Regions from separate parts of the Mus musculus genome. Here region 1 is linked to region 2. A link is a contact called in public HiChIP or PLAC-seq data. All regions are on one chromosome and are shown on one strand. Each heading gives the region's core, a stretch centred on a gene start, on an enhancer-like site or on the middle of the called end of the contact. The rest is flanking DNA. Distances are from core to core; before and after follow the strand shown. Region 1 has its middle 7.0 kb from the start of Cfap161. Region 2 has its middle 18 kb from the start of Gm29796.

The links. HiChIP or PLAC-seq counts read pairs in DNA pulled down with a chosen protein or histone mark.
Region 1: a contact with region 2 is called in an H3K4me3 HiChIP or PLAC-seq map of bone marrow-derived macrophages, with 12 times the contacts expected there. The contact joins two enhancer-like sites. A contact is called at or near these places in 2 of 39 promoter capture datasets (the 3T3-L1 cell line and hippocampal neurons), 3 of 115 datasets of contacts at active chromatin or transcription factors (bone marrow-derived macrophages, embryonic stem cells and microglia) and 3 of 9 other capture datasets (embryonic stem cells, embryonic tail and liver).

Annotation. Positions count from the first base shown.
Region 1 is chr7:83,798,778-83,804,891 of GRCm38.p6, reverse strand. No RefSeq gene overlaps it. Among named protein-coding and RNA genes, the nearest start is that of Cfap161, 7.0 kb to the right of the region's middle. Within about 2 kb of position 2,156, at least 40 of the 459 cell types and tissues checked have an H3K27ac peak or open chromatin away from gene starts, as enhancers often do. A contact at or near this core is called in bone marrow-derived macrophages and microglia, where this site is marked.
Region 2 is chr7:82,826,145-82,832,377 of GRCm38.p6, reverse strand. No RefSeq gene overlaps it. Among named protein-coding and RNA genes, the nearest start is that of Gm29796, 18 kb to the right of the region's middle. Within about 2 kb of position 3,702, at least 36 of the 459 cell types and tissues checked have an H3K27ac peak or open chromatin away from gene starts, as enhancers often do. A contact at or near this core is called in bone marrow-derived macrophages and microglia, where this site is marked.

The sequences.
Region 1 (6,114 bases), core at 907-3,406, 970 kb before region 2:
GAATATATCAAGTTATAATTTGGGGCTGTCATGCAGAAGTAGATTCTAATAGCTTGGAGGATAGATAGATATCTCCCCAGCTCTAGTGCCAATTAAGGTTTATTATGGATATAAAGATTGCATGTCTTTTTATCTGGGAACCAAGTGATAAAAGGTGGGGAAGAGACCCCTGGTTTGAAATGAAATAATATAACATGTAACCAAACAAGAAACAACATCAGGTGGGAAGAGTCTATTCTGGCTCATAGTTAGAAGCTCAGTCCAGCATGGTGTCAGGAGTGGCTTTCCATTGTGTTGCTATTAACACTAGGCTGCTTACCCCTCATGTAGGCAGATGAGTTGGGAGTTGGGTACCCACTTTCTCCCTTCAGGACCCTCATCCACAGAATGCCACTGTTCACATGCTCAACAATTCTACTCTCACTGAGTTTTTTTTTTTTTCTTTCAAAATGTCATTGGAGACGCACTTGCTAATGCCCTATGCATTCCTTAATTCAGTCAGGTTGACAGTGTAGATTAATGTCACACTGGGGAAGCTGGTTTGCAGAGGCTGGAGGACAGAAATTCATCTGGGACCCACATGACCCCCAAGCCTCATTTTGAGCCTTGTATATGAGGGTAATAGAGAATCCTGTCACTCAAGCAATGGTACTGGGGAAATTGAGATCCATTTGACACCAGCATTCAGGACTCAGAACAGGTACTTAAAGGCTTACTGAGGCTCAGGTAGCCAGAACAGGCAAAAGATCAAGCCCATGTTGAAGCCAGCCCCAATGTTTGGTGGGTGGGTAGCTATGCACCTTCAGTGAACAACAGTGACTGGAGTTGTGGAAAAACAGCACGTACTGTACTGCAGTTGGACCCAAGAAAGCTTCAAAGAAGGAAGCTGAGTAATTTCTAGGTGTAACATGTGCTTTGAATCACCCGCTGTGAACTAGCCACAGTTCTACAAATAGTGTCAATGGGACAGAAGGTGCAACTGGGGCTCACACAAGGGCCCTGATCCCTGCGGAGAAAACATTGCCCTGAACGGGGATTTTTTTTTTCCCCCAGAAAAAATACAAAGCACCAGGCAATGAGGCCAACTAGCTGAATCCAGTCTAGAGATGTGGAGGGTACTGGACTTTGAAGATGGTTTTGATGCCTGAGAATAAGTTACAGGAGGAAGGGTATTGAAGAGATAAATTCTAAGAGAAGAAACAGTGAGGTTGATAGTGACCTCTCAGACTTGGCTTCTCTTAGAGCATGCAATGAAATATTATTTACAGGAGAGGAACCTGAGACAATTAAACAGTCATTTTATAAATGTGTGTGCGTGTACATGTGCATGTGCGCGAGTGTGTGTGTGCGCGCGCGCGTGTGTGTTTTGAGACTAGGTATTGACTACACTAAATAACTCACTGAATAGGCAACGAAGACTTTGGCTTCTGCATCTCCTTGCCTCTATCCTTCTTGTTCTGGGATTACAAGCATGAACTACCAACCCAGTTTTCTGTGGTGCTGGGGATTATACTCAGGGATCCATGTATGCTAGGCAAATAACCTATCAACATCTCTGATATGCAGCTGGCTTCCATCTCAGTGTTCTTCAGGGCGAGGGACCATTAGTTTCAGACACACCATTTGGAAATAGAGACACACTTGTAAACTGGAGTCTCCTTTTCTTTAAAAATAAGCATAAATTAATTATGCATTAAACATAATGGTTTCACGATGACATTTCCATTCATGCATGTATAGTATGTGATCATATTCCTCTTCTGTTATCTTCCCTTGTCCTCTTTCCCCCATCTCACCGATCCCCTTCCCCTTCTCAACTAGTCCCCTTTATACTCTCATGTCCTCTTCTGGGGATGGAGTGACCCAATGATTTCCACTGGGATTCCTCACAGGGACATGCATATGGGTTTATATACAGGAGCATGGGTGCCTCTCCATTCTCCCAGCAACCACTTCTTCTTATAGATCTTTTGGGAGAGGATAGGCCTATTGAATCCCATTTCCCTAACAACTACCAAATGCCTATAGAGCCTTAAGGAGAAGTGGGGCCTTATGAGCCCTCTCCAAGTGGGACCCGGCAAGCAGTCCTGAAGCTTTCCTCAGTCCTGCCCTGGAGTTTTGTTTAGGGATAACACGCTATATCTATGATTTGTCACAAGAGGGCAGAATTGTCCAATTATGAAATCAAATCTATTTCTGAAGACTCAGGAAAGACCTGGTTCCGCTTAGCTGACTTTTGGTTGAGACTACACCAAGGAGCGTCCAACACAGACATCTAGAAGCTGCAAGCATCTGCGGCGTGAGGTGCCAGGTAGCTGTGAGGAGAACCCTGGCACCTGTGCTTGCCCAGACGCAGTGTCTTCATAACAACAAGCAGAAGCAGCTGCTGTGCCAAGGTGTTTCACACACCTCCTGACACACAGATCCCAACAACCACAAGACACAGGTTTTCACATATCTTACTTTACACATGAGGCAACAGAACCAGAGTTTGTGACTTTACTCAACGTCACAGTGCAGGTAAGTTCTGCCCCTTGAGTCAAGGACACCTGACTCAGAGTCAGGGATTTAAGACACAAAACTAGAGTAGTAACAATACCAGACTGAAAACTACACACTAATGTGCCTGAGGTCTGTGATTGCTATGAAAATAGAAAGCCACATTTTCCTGTTTTCTCTCCCCCCCCCCCCTTCACTCTTGAGTTTCAGTTCTGGCTCTTAGGATGCCTTGGGCACTTCCCAGAACTTCTCTGTATTTGTCAGTGAAGTAAAGCAAACCCTAGCTTTTCCTACTAGACTAAGGGAAGAGGAAAAGCACGCTGTCTGGGGAACTGAGTCTCTGATACCCTTGTTCAGCTACTACCCTAGAGCTCTGTAAGCACCTCACAGCTCTGTAAACACACGAACGAAGGCCCTGTATGCCCAACACTTAGAAATTCTGTATCTAAATAATAGTGATGGTGATGATGGTGGTGGTGGAGGAGGAGGAGAGAGAATGGAATCAACAGCTTATCTTTACTACATAGTGAATGTGACCATCTATGTATGAAATACTTATATTTTTGTGAAGCAATAAAGACTAGGTTTCTTGACCAGGGAGGTGGGATGAGTGGGTTGGTGGGAGACAGAGGCATTTCTGTGAAACTGGGGTTCGCTGAGGGAGCAAACTCTGAGCTGCATGCGAGTCACCCTAGCCTCCGTTGCTCATCGGGAGAAGCATGTGGCTTTCCGTTGCCCAGTTCTACAGCATGGCTCCAGAGGCTCAGATTGGCCCATGTATCTATACTGTGCTGCAGGCCCTGATGACTCTTCACTGTGATAAGATTGAAGTTTCTATCTCAACTCATTTGAGGCAAACCATAACACCACCGCCTAATTATAATATATCTATTTCTTGTATGCAATTCAGGTTTGCCTCGCCTCTGCTTGAATAGGGGGAAAAAGAAGTTTGAAATACATTTTCAATGATTTAGAAGACACTGTTCCTCTGTAGCTCTGGGGCCTCTCTGATCCCAGAAGACAGGCCTGAAGCTCCACCTTCATGCTGGCTAAAAGCCAGAGTCCTCTCAAGGACGTCGGTGAGTCTCCAGCAGGCTTCTGGCCTCTCAGATCCCCTGCTCTGGGGATCAGCTCTTTCCGCAGAGTCAACCTCCCTTCTAAGTGGGAAACATGTTTTTGTCCTGTTCTCCTAGGCAAAGACATTTGTCTTCTTTTAGTCCCTGCTTCCAAAGCTGAACCTGCCCTTGGATTTCCAAAGCCACCAGGGTGTTGTGGAAAACAACAGGCTTCCTCTTCACAGGGCCCACCCTCTTTTGCTGGTAGTGAGGAAGGTAAGGAGATGGGCAGCAATATGGTTCATCTGAGGTCAAGACGTCAGAGTGTGGAGAAGCGAGTGGGACATGAGATGATCGCATTGAAGAGGGCACCCAAGACTGAGTGCTAGAAGGCCAGGTTTGAGATGAAAGAATCCAAGGGAATGTAGCTATTCCTGGGGGTGGATCTAGGCTCTGGGAGAGTCATGTCTGGCTCAGGGGAGATATATGGTATTCATGTGGTGTTCTCTCCTGTAGGAGTCTAATGAAAACAGGAGGGAAAACCAGATGGCGACATAAAAACTTGGAAGACTTTTCTGCTATGTCAGCATCACATGTTCTTTTGTTTAGGGTGGGAATAGATGCCCTGGTTGGGTGCAGCATGAAAGAAAATGATGTCATTTGGTTAGAGTAGGACCATTTTTGGTACCTTGCCTTCTGTATCAAAGGACTCTTGAGTAGGAAGTCAACTTCCATTTAGAAATGCTTTCCCTGTGCCCATCCCCTACCCCTAGCCTGCCATCACTGTGCAGAAGGGCCTCCTCCTTCTTACTATCTACAAAGACAGAGAGCAGGAGTCTCTTATTTACCTGTTTGCCCAGGGTAAAGCACAGGATACCATATACCATGAGTCTCAGCTAAATACACAGCTTCCCACAATCTCCAGATGTTAACTTGATTCTTTTCTCATTCACGTCTACTGCTCTGTCCTTACTACTAGTGCTCCATGAACATGGCGTTCCTTCTTCCTGGTGTCTCCTAACAGCTTTCCTGACATGTCTGCCTTAAATCTACCAACAGCCCAGAGCCACAGCAGATTTCCACAGCTGGAATCTATCCTGCATCAGCTTTTTTTGAGAAAGTTCCTACTGCCTGTAGAAGAGGAGCCATAGGCCTTGATGGCAGAGGCCTTTTACCTTTACCTGTCTGCTCCCTTTAATTTTACTTATTTCACCCTGCAAGGATTTCTGGCCTCTCTTTTCTTCTGAGCCTGCCTTTACTCTGCTTCTCTGCCTGAAAGAAATTCTATTTTTTCTTTTTTTTTCCCCTTTTTTTGTTATTCCTGCTTCTTTGTATTCAAATCTTATTCTTTTTCTATCACCATGTTCTTTGAGCTTCAAAACCGTTTGCATTATAGTTTGAATGTAAACTGGCCCCTATTAAGCTCAGCTCCTGGGTTGTAGTGTTATTTTGGAAGGTAGAAGTTAGATGAGCCTAGTCAGAGGATGCAGGTTACTAGAGATGTCCCAAGGGAAGATAGGCCTTGTCTGGGTCCCTTCCCATCTCTGCTTCCTGTCTTCCGAGAGATGAAGAACTCTGTCTCACTACAACTACAATTCAAACTCCTTATTATTTAACAGTTGTGGTCCATCCCATGGGCCAAGTGAATGGGTACCTCGGATCCAGCCCAAGTTCTAGCCTCCGTTCTGACTCCAGCAAGGTGGGCACATCACTCTCGTGCACTGCATCTTTCACCTTGGATGTGATGGAGTAGCTGGTGCTGACCGTATGTTCCATGCACACCTGTAGGCACTGTGCCTGGGAGCTGGTCCTGCACAGCACTGTGGTGACCCAGGTTAGCCTAATGGGTTGCAGTACAACAGTGTTCATGGTGGTGTTGGTCTGGCAAAAAGCAGTGTTCTTTCTTTGAAATTGTTTCAAGGCAATGGGCTGAGTGAGACCCGGATCCATCTGCCGTCCCAGGACTTAGGAATTAGATGCAGGAAGATTTCTAAGCTCCAGTTTGGGGCTTCCCAAAGAGCTGAAAGTCTCAAAAGAAAATCTGTGGGTTGGGGATTTAGCTCAATTGGTGGAGCACTTCCTAGCACACACTAAATCCTGTATCCAGTCCCCAGCATTGTGCCCCTCATGTGGTGATGGCGTATGCCTGGAATCCCAGCACTCTTGAGGTAAAGGCAGATGGATCAGAAGTTCAAGGTCATCCTTCTCTTTTCCATGAAGCTAGCCTGGGCTACTCAACAAAAAACAAAACAAAACCAAAAACACCCAAAAACCCCAAAACTATATCTCAAGTATAGTCAGTGCTCCTCCTTCCTCTTCACAATTATTTATGTGTGTGTGTGAGTGCACTGTCGCTGTCTTCAGACACACCAGAAGAGGGCATCCGATCCCATTATAGACAGTTGTGAGCCACCATGCAATTTCTTGGAATTGAACTCAGGACTTCTAGAAGAACAGTCAGTGCTCTTAAACACCGAGCCATCTCTCCAGCCCTAGTCAGTGCTTCTTAAACTACTGAGTTTACAAGATGATCCTGAGAAACAGATTTCATGTTGAAGTG
Region 2 (6,233 bases), core at 2,453-4,952:
AGTTAAACTTTATACAGTAGGCTACCTCCTGTTCAGTAAGAATATGCTCTACCCTCCTATTCTGACCAATGTACCCATAGGAGGTTGGGTTCATATTTAACATTCCTATATTGGAGCTGCTGGCTTCAAGGCCATTCTCTTCAAAGGCCCCAGGTCTGCTTGGCACTGGGAGAAGCCCACAGCCCATATATTCAAACACTGGAGGTCAGGGAACAGCTCTTCCATCCCTCAGATCCAGCTCTGTGCCCACTGCTAGTGCAGTTGGATCTCAGAAGAGGAGAGCCCGAAAGAAGGGCTGTGCCACACTGGAGATGAGCATCCAGGCCTGGGCAAGGACTTCTAGAGGTCTGAGGCATCTGCAGAATAGTCTGGAGAGGGATTGTGATATGGAGCGTGCACGTTCCTCTGGCTTGGGGTTCCTCATCAGAAAGGTGGGATCCAGTCTGAGGATGGATGGCCACATGAGCTCCTCTTGACTGATGTGACCACACTGCTGTTCTGAGTCCCTCCTTAGAATCTGTCCTAAGGGGCTAAAGAGAAGTCAGTCAGCATAATAAGGGAGCTACAGTGGGACACAGCTCCAGGGATTGGTTCACAGCACATTTCCTTTATCCATTTATCTCTTGATGGACATTTGGGCTAATCCCATGGCCCACCTCTTGTGAATGATGTAGCAATAGATATTGGCATGTCTATATGTCTCTGGGTTACATTGATTTCAGAAACATACCCAGGAGTGACATAGCTCAGTCACATGGTTCTTCTAGTTGCAGTCTTTTGAGGAGTCTCCACACTAATTTCCATAGTGACTATACTAATTTGCTTTCCTACCAGGCCAGTGGGGCATTATTTAGCCAGGAGGATGAATCAAATCTTGTCATTTTTGTAAAAATAGATGGAACTGAAGATCATCATGTTAAACAAAAGAAGCCAGACTCAGAAGGACACATGCTATGCACATGTTTTGTCCCTTAGAAAAATCAAGAAGAAGAGGAGGAGGAAGAGGAACAGGAAGAAGAAGAGGAGGATGGGGAAGAAGAGGAGCAGGAAGAAGAGGAAGAAAAGAAAAGGAGGAGAAGGAGGAAGAGACAAGATAAAGTAATAGAGATGGTGATGCTGATCAAAATACTTTATATACAAATACAACTGTCATAATTAAACTTATTAAAATTTTAAGCTATTATTTTTCAATATTTAAACTCATTTATTTAACATTTATTTAAGGAGGGCACACTATAATGGTGTGCATATGTAGAGGTCAGAGGACAACTTGCTGCAGCTATTTCTCTCCTCCCACCACATACGTTCTAGGAATTGAAGCCAGGCCATCAGACTCGGTGGCATGACTCTCTACCTGATGAGCCATCTCTCATTATTCATCCTTCTGATTTTATTTGATTCATCCTTCTGGTTAAATAATGCCCCCATTGGACACATTATCTTGTATAATTGCTCTTCAGCAGTGAGAAATAGTAAAATTGATCTCTACCCACTGGAAAACGACAACTGTGTTTTAGAATGGAATAAAAATGAATTCTTTAGGAGTACCACAAACATTAGGCTATATGCTCCACAGTGGCCACACCTCAGAGCTGTATATTCCAGTTAGATCCCGAAAAGCAGATGACAGTAGAGGAATAACAATGTAAATGATCTTAAGTAAAGAATAAATGAGGCTATTCACTTATTAACTATTCATTAATGGTTGGACTAGGCATCTAAAATAGTTATCGCAACACTCTGTGTGATACTGGTAAAACCAACCCAATGAGTGTGGACAAGATGGTCAAGCTACTCAGAGAAAAGCAGTGCAGGCACTGACACTAGTCACTATGAAGGGCACAACTTAAATATAAACCTTAAATAAAATAGCCATGTGAAGCCACTCCAGGTGAGACTTGGATAGCAGACTGTGAGAGGAAGAATGGGAAGCAAGAAGGTGGCGCTAGCTAAGAGGAATTTCCTCCCCAGTCTTTCTTGGGACTGCAGTGGCAACCAAGTTAGACTAAGTAATGATCTACATAAGTTTGCACTTGCTTTGGTTGCTCTGGATATCTCTGCTGCCTGTATTAAGCATCTGTGATGGGCCAGGCATGGTGTGTATGCATCTACATACAATGTTTCAGCAAGCCTTCATCACTGCGTGGGTGGGGAGATAGCAGCTTGGCTGGGGAGGCCTTGAGGAGCTGTTGATGAGCAGAGAAATGAGACCCGGGCACACTCACCAACAACCCAACCACCAATACATCCCTCTTTGTCCCTAGACTGTTTCCAGTGTCCACACCTTCAAAAGACCCCAATTAAGGCAGTATTCCCATAGATGTAAGAGAATGGTGCTACAATAAATTAATAACATCATCTCTGGGCCCAAGACTGAGGATACAGCAGACTAGTACTTAATTTCCATTAACAAGAGTGGGAAGACATTTGAAAGAGGTCCTGCATATGGCAGAGAAAGTTGCAACATGGGACAGGAGGTGGTAGACCTCAGCCTGTGAGCCAAAGCAGAGCTGCTGCTCACTTTCCTATAGCCCACAGTCTAAGCTCTTTGACAGTTTTAAATGGCCAGGGAGACATGTGAGAACAAGCAGAGCTTCCAACTGTCATGTCTCTGATTCAATTCACTTGGCCCACACCATTGTCACTCATGTGTGAATTGTCTCTGGCCACTTGTACACCATAACAGCAAAGGCAGGTGGCCGAAACAGATGCCACATGGCCGGCAAAGGAGAAGCACGTGCTCTCTAGTTATTTAATGAGAGAAGCTATGGGTCCCCAATACAGGGGCAGACCACATGTCTGCTTACTTAGTATTAATGGAACCCAGCACTCATTTTGTGAACATCTTCTCCATGCCTGTTGTCCAGCCTCCCTTAAATAGATTATTTCAATGTCTATAAACCACACAATATTAATTCCCTAAGAAAACTGAAGCCCTAAGATCAAATTCATTTTTAAAATTTTTATTTTGTCTTTCAATGTTTCATATAATATATTCTGATCACAGGGCCCCATTATTCACTCTCCCTCCCACCAAACTATTTCTTCTTTCAAAAAAGCCCCCTTCCTACTTCTATTGGCTTTTTTGTTCCACCCCATTTCATTAGAGTTGCTTACATGAGCTCAAATTCTTTTTTTTTTTTTTCATTAAAAAAAAAAATGGAGTGGCTGTTGCTGCAGAGATGGCTCAGTGATTATGAACACTTGCTGCTTTGGAAGAGAAGGCGTTGGGGGTTCAGTTCCCAGCACCCACAGGTCGGATGCATTTCCAGGAAGTCTGATACCTAGGCATGCATATGGTGCGCACACATATAAGGACATTGGAAGAAGGGAGTCTAGCTCGAGCTCTTGCTCCTTCGCCTGCTTGCTGCGTGAGACTGAGTAACTGCTAGATCCTTGGACTTCCATTCACAGCTGCGACTGAACAATTGTTGGGAATTGGGCTGCCGACTGTAAGTAATCAATAAATTCCTTTACTATCTAGAGACTATTCATAAGTTCTGTGACTCTAGAGAACCCTGACTAATACAGAAGTTGGTATGAAGGCAAAATATGCATATACATAAAAATACATAAATCTTTAAAGAACTTTAGAGGTGATCAGGAGTTCACTATGTGGCCCAGGTTGTCCTGGAACTTATTATGTAGCCCAAGGCAGCCTACTGGTGATCCTCCAGCCTCATCCTTCCCTTTAGGGAAGCAGGCAAGGAGCTTCAGAGCTTTGAGCTCTATCCGAGGCAGGAAGAGTAGGCTTCAAGACTCCAGGAAAGGTATGTGTTCTGCCCTCAACTTCCACACTACATAATTTAAAATTCAAATCAGCACCAAGCCCTCCACAAAGCAAGTAAGAAGGCGCTCAATTAACTTCTGATCTCCTCCAAGAAGGAAGTGACAGGCTTTCCTAAAATAGCACTGCTTAGTGCCCGAGGACATTTGGGTGTCCCTGCTCTAGCCACTGAATCTGTTTCCTGTGTGGTTAACTCAAAAATGCTTGACCTTGCCAAGAGTGGCCTGCAGACAGACAAGGCAGCCCCATCTCTCACAGCTGCCTTCCTCTGTTGACCAGGGACAAGCTGTCCTTTCCTATGTATGAAAGATTGAAAGACCTGAAAACCCAAATCCTGTCAGACTTCCCAGCCTCTGTGTCTCTCAAGGCCAAGTCATGATCAGAGACATTCCTTAGAGCAAGTGGGGGAAAACCCACATCCCCAGTCTCTGTCTAGATCCCAGTCCATCTCGCACACTGGAGAGCAGCAGAGTTGGGTGTCCTTTCTCGCAGTTTTCTTTTTCAAGACAGGCTTTCTCTGCCCTGGAACAGCTCTGTAGACAAGGCTGGCCTCAAACTCAGAGATCTGCTTCCCTGTCTCTGTCTCTCCTTCTGCCTCCCAAGTGGGATTAAATGTGTGCACCATCACCACTTGGCTTTTTTTGTTTGTTTGTTTTTAAATTTTACATCGTGACCACAGTTTCCCCTTCCTCCCCTCCTCAAACTGCATTTTCTTCTCCTTAATTTATTCATCTACTTTACATCACAATCTTAGTCCCCCTTTTTCCTCTCCTTCCAGTCCTACCCTCATACCCCATACCCCATCCCCACTTCCTGTTCTCCTCTGAAAAGGAATGAGCCCCCCATGAGTACCAACCCACTGTGGCACATCAAGTCACTGCAGGACTAGGTGCATCCTCTCCCACTAATGCCAGACAAGGTAGGTCAGCTACAGGAAAGGGCTCCAAAGGCAGGCAACAGAGTCATAGTCAGCCCCCACTCCAATTTTAGAGGACTGTACTGGATAGTTTTGTGTCAACTTGACACAGCTGGAGTTATCACAGAGAAAGGAGCTTCAGTTGAGGAAATGCCTCCATGAGATCCAACTGTAAGGCATTTTCTCAATTAGTGATCAAGGGGGAAAGGCCCCTTGTGGGTGGGACCATCTCTGGGCTGGTAATCTTGGTTCTATAAGAGAGCAGGCTGAGCAAGCCAGTAAAGAACATCCTTCATTAGCCTCTGCATTAGCTCCTGCTTCCTGACCTGCTTGAGTTCCAGTCCTGACTTCCTTTGGTGATGAACAGCAGCATGGAAGTGTAAGCCCAATAAACCCTTTCCTCCCAAACTTGCTTCTTGGTAATGATGTTTGTGCAGGAATAGAAACCCTGACTAAGACAAATTGGTACCAGGAGTAAGGTATTCCTGACCATGTTTTGGGGAGGACCATGGAAGAACTTTGGAACTTTGGGCTAGAAGATCCATTCGTTATTAAGAGCTCTATCAGATGTTGTGTAGGAGCTTGGAAGATAATGTTGAGAACAGTGCAGAAGATGGAGGCCTCACTTGTGAAATTTCAGAGGGAAGATTAAAGACTTTTTTCAGGGCCATTGCTAGGTTGATTGTGAAGATTCTGTGATTCTGGTTAGCTGGGGCTGAAGAATCAGCTGTGATTAACAAGATACCAGAACTACTAAAGCAAAAACTTTGCATTACTGGGACTATTGCTGCTGGTTAGCTGGAGCTAAGAAATTAGCAGTGATTAAGAAGAGACCAGCATCATTGAGTTGACATCTTCTGGGAAGTGTTTTTTGAGAGCACAGAGGTTGTGTTCCAGAGATAACCAAGGTTGTACCTCCTGCTACAGTGGGACTTGGTAATGTGTAAGAGTCACCCAGGTGGTACTGGTTTCGAAGGCATGAAGGGGTCACACAGAGCAGCTGAGGCTCAGCACTGTGAGAGGCTATGGAAGGCCATTGGTGAAGGTGCAGCCTCAGTTACAATTGACAGCCCAGGACTGAAGGGGTCATGCAGTGTTTTGGAGATGCCAGTACCATGAGATGACCACCAAGAGCAGCAGCAGTGGAGTATAGGCAGCTGTAGCCTAGAAGACAAGCTGTGTGCTACAAAGGACAGGGCTGGAGAAGTGATCCAAGCCCTTAGAGGAGCCCAGAAGATTGTGAGTTGGATCCCAGACATTGGACAGTTGGAGTTTAATTTTTGCTTTTGATTGTGACTGTGCCCTGATATTTTTTTCCCTCTTGAAGGAAGAAAATATTTTAGTGGATCCCACAGTTAAGAGACTTTTAATTGTAAAAAGACATTGGATTTTACATTTTAAAGGGATTGACTTTTAATATGTAAAGACTGTGGGACTTTTAAAGTTGCTTAGATTGTGGGGATGAATAAGAAATTAAGGGTTGAGGCTTACTAGTGATGTGTTTGTGTGTCAAGTTGACAAGGGGTCAAT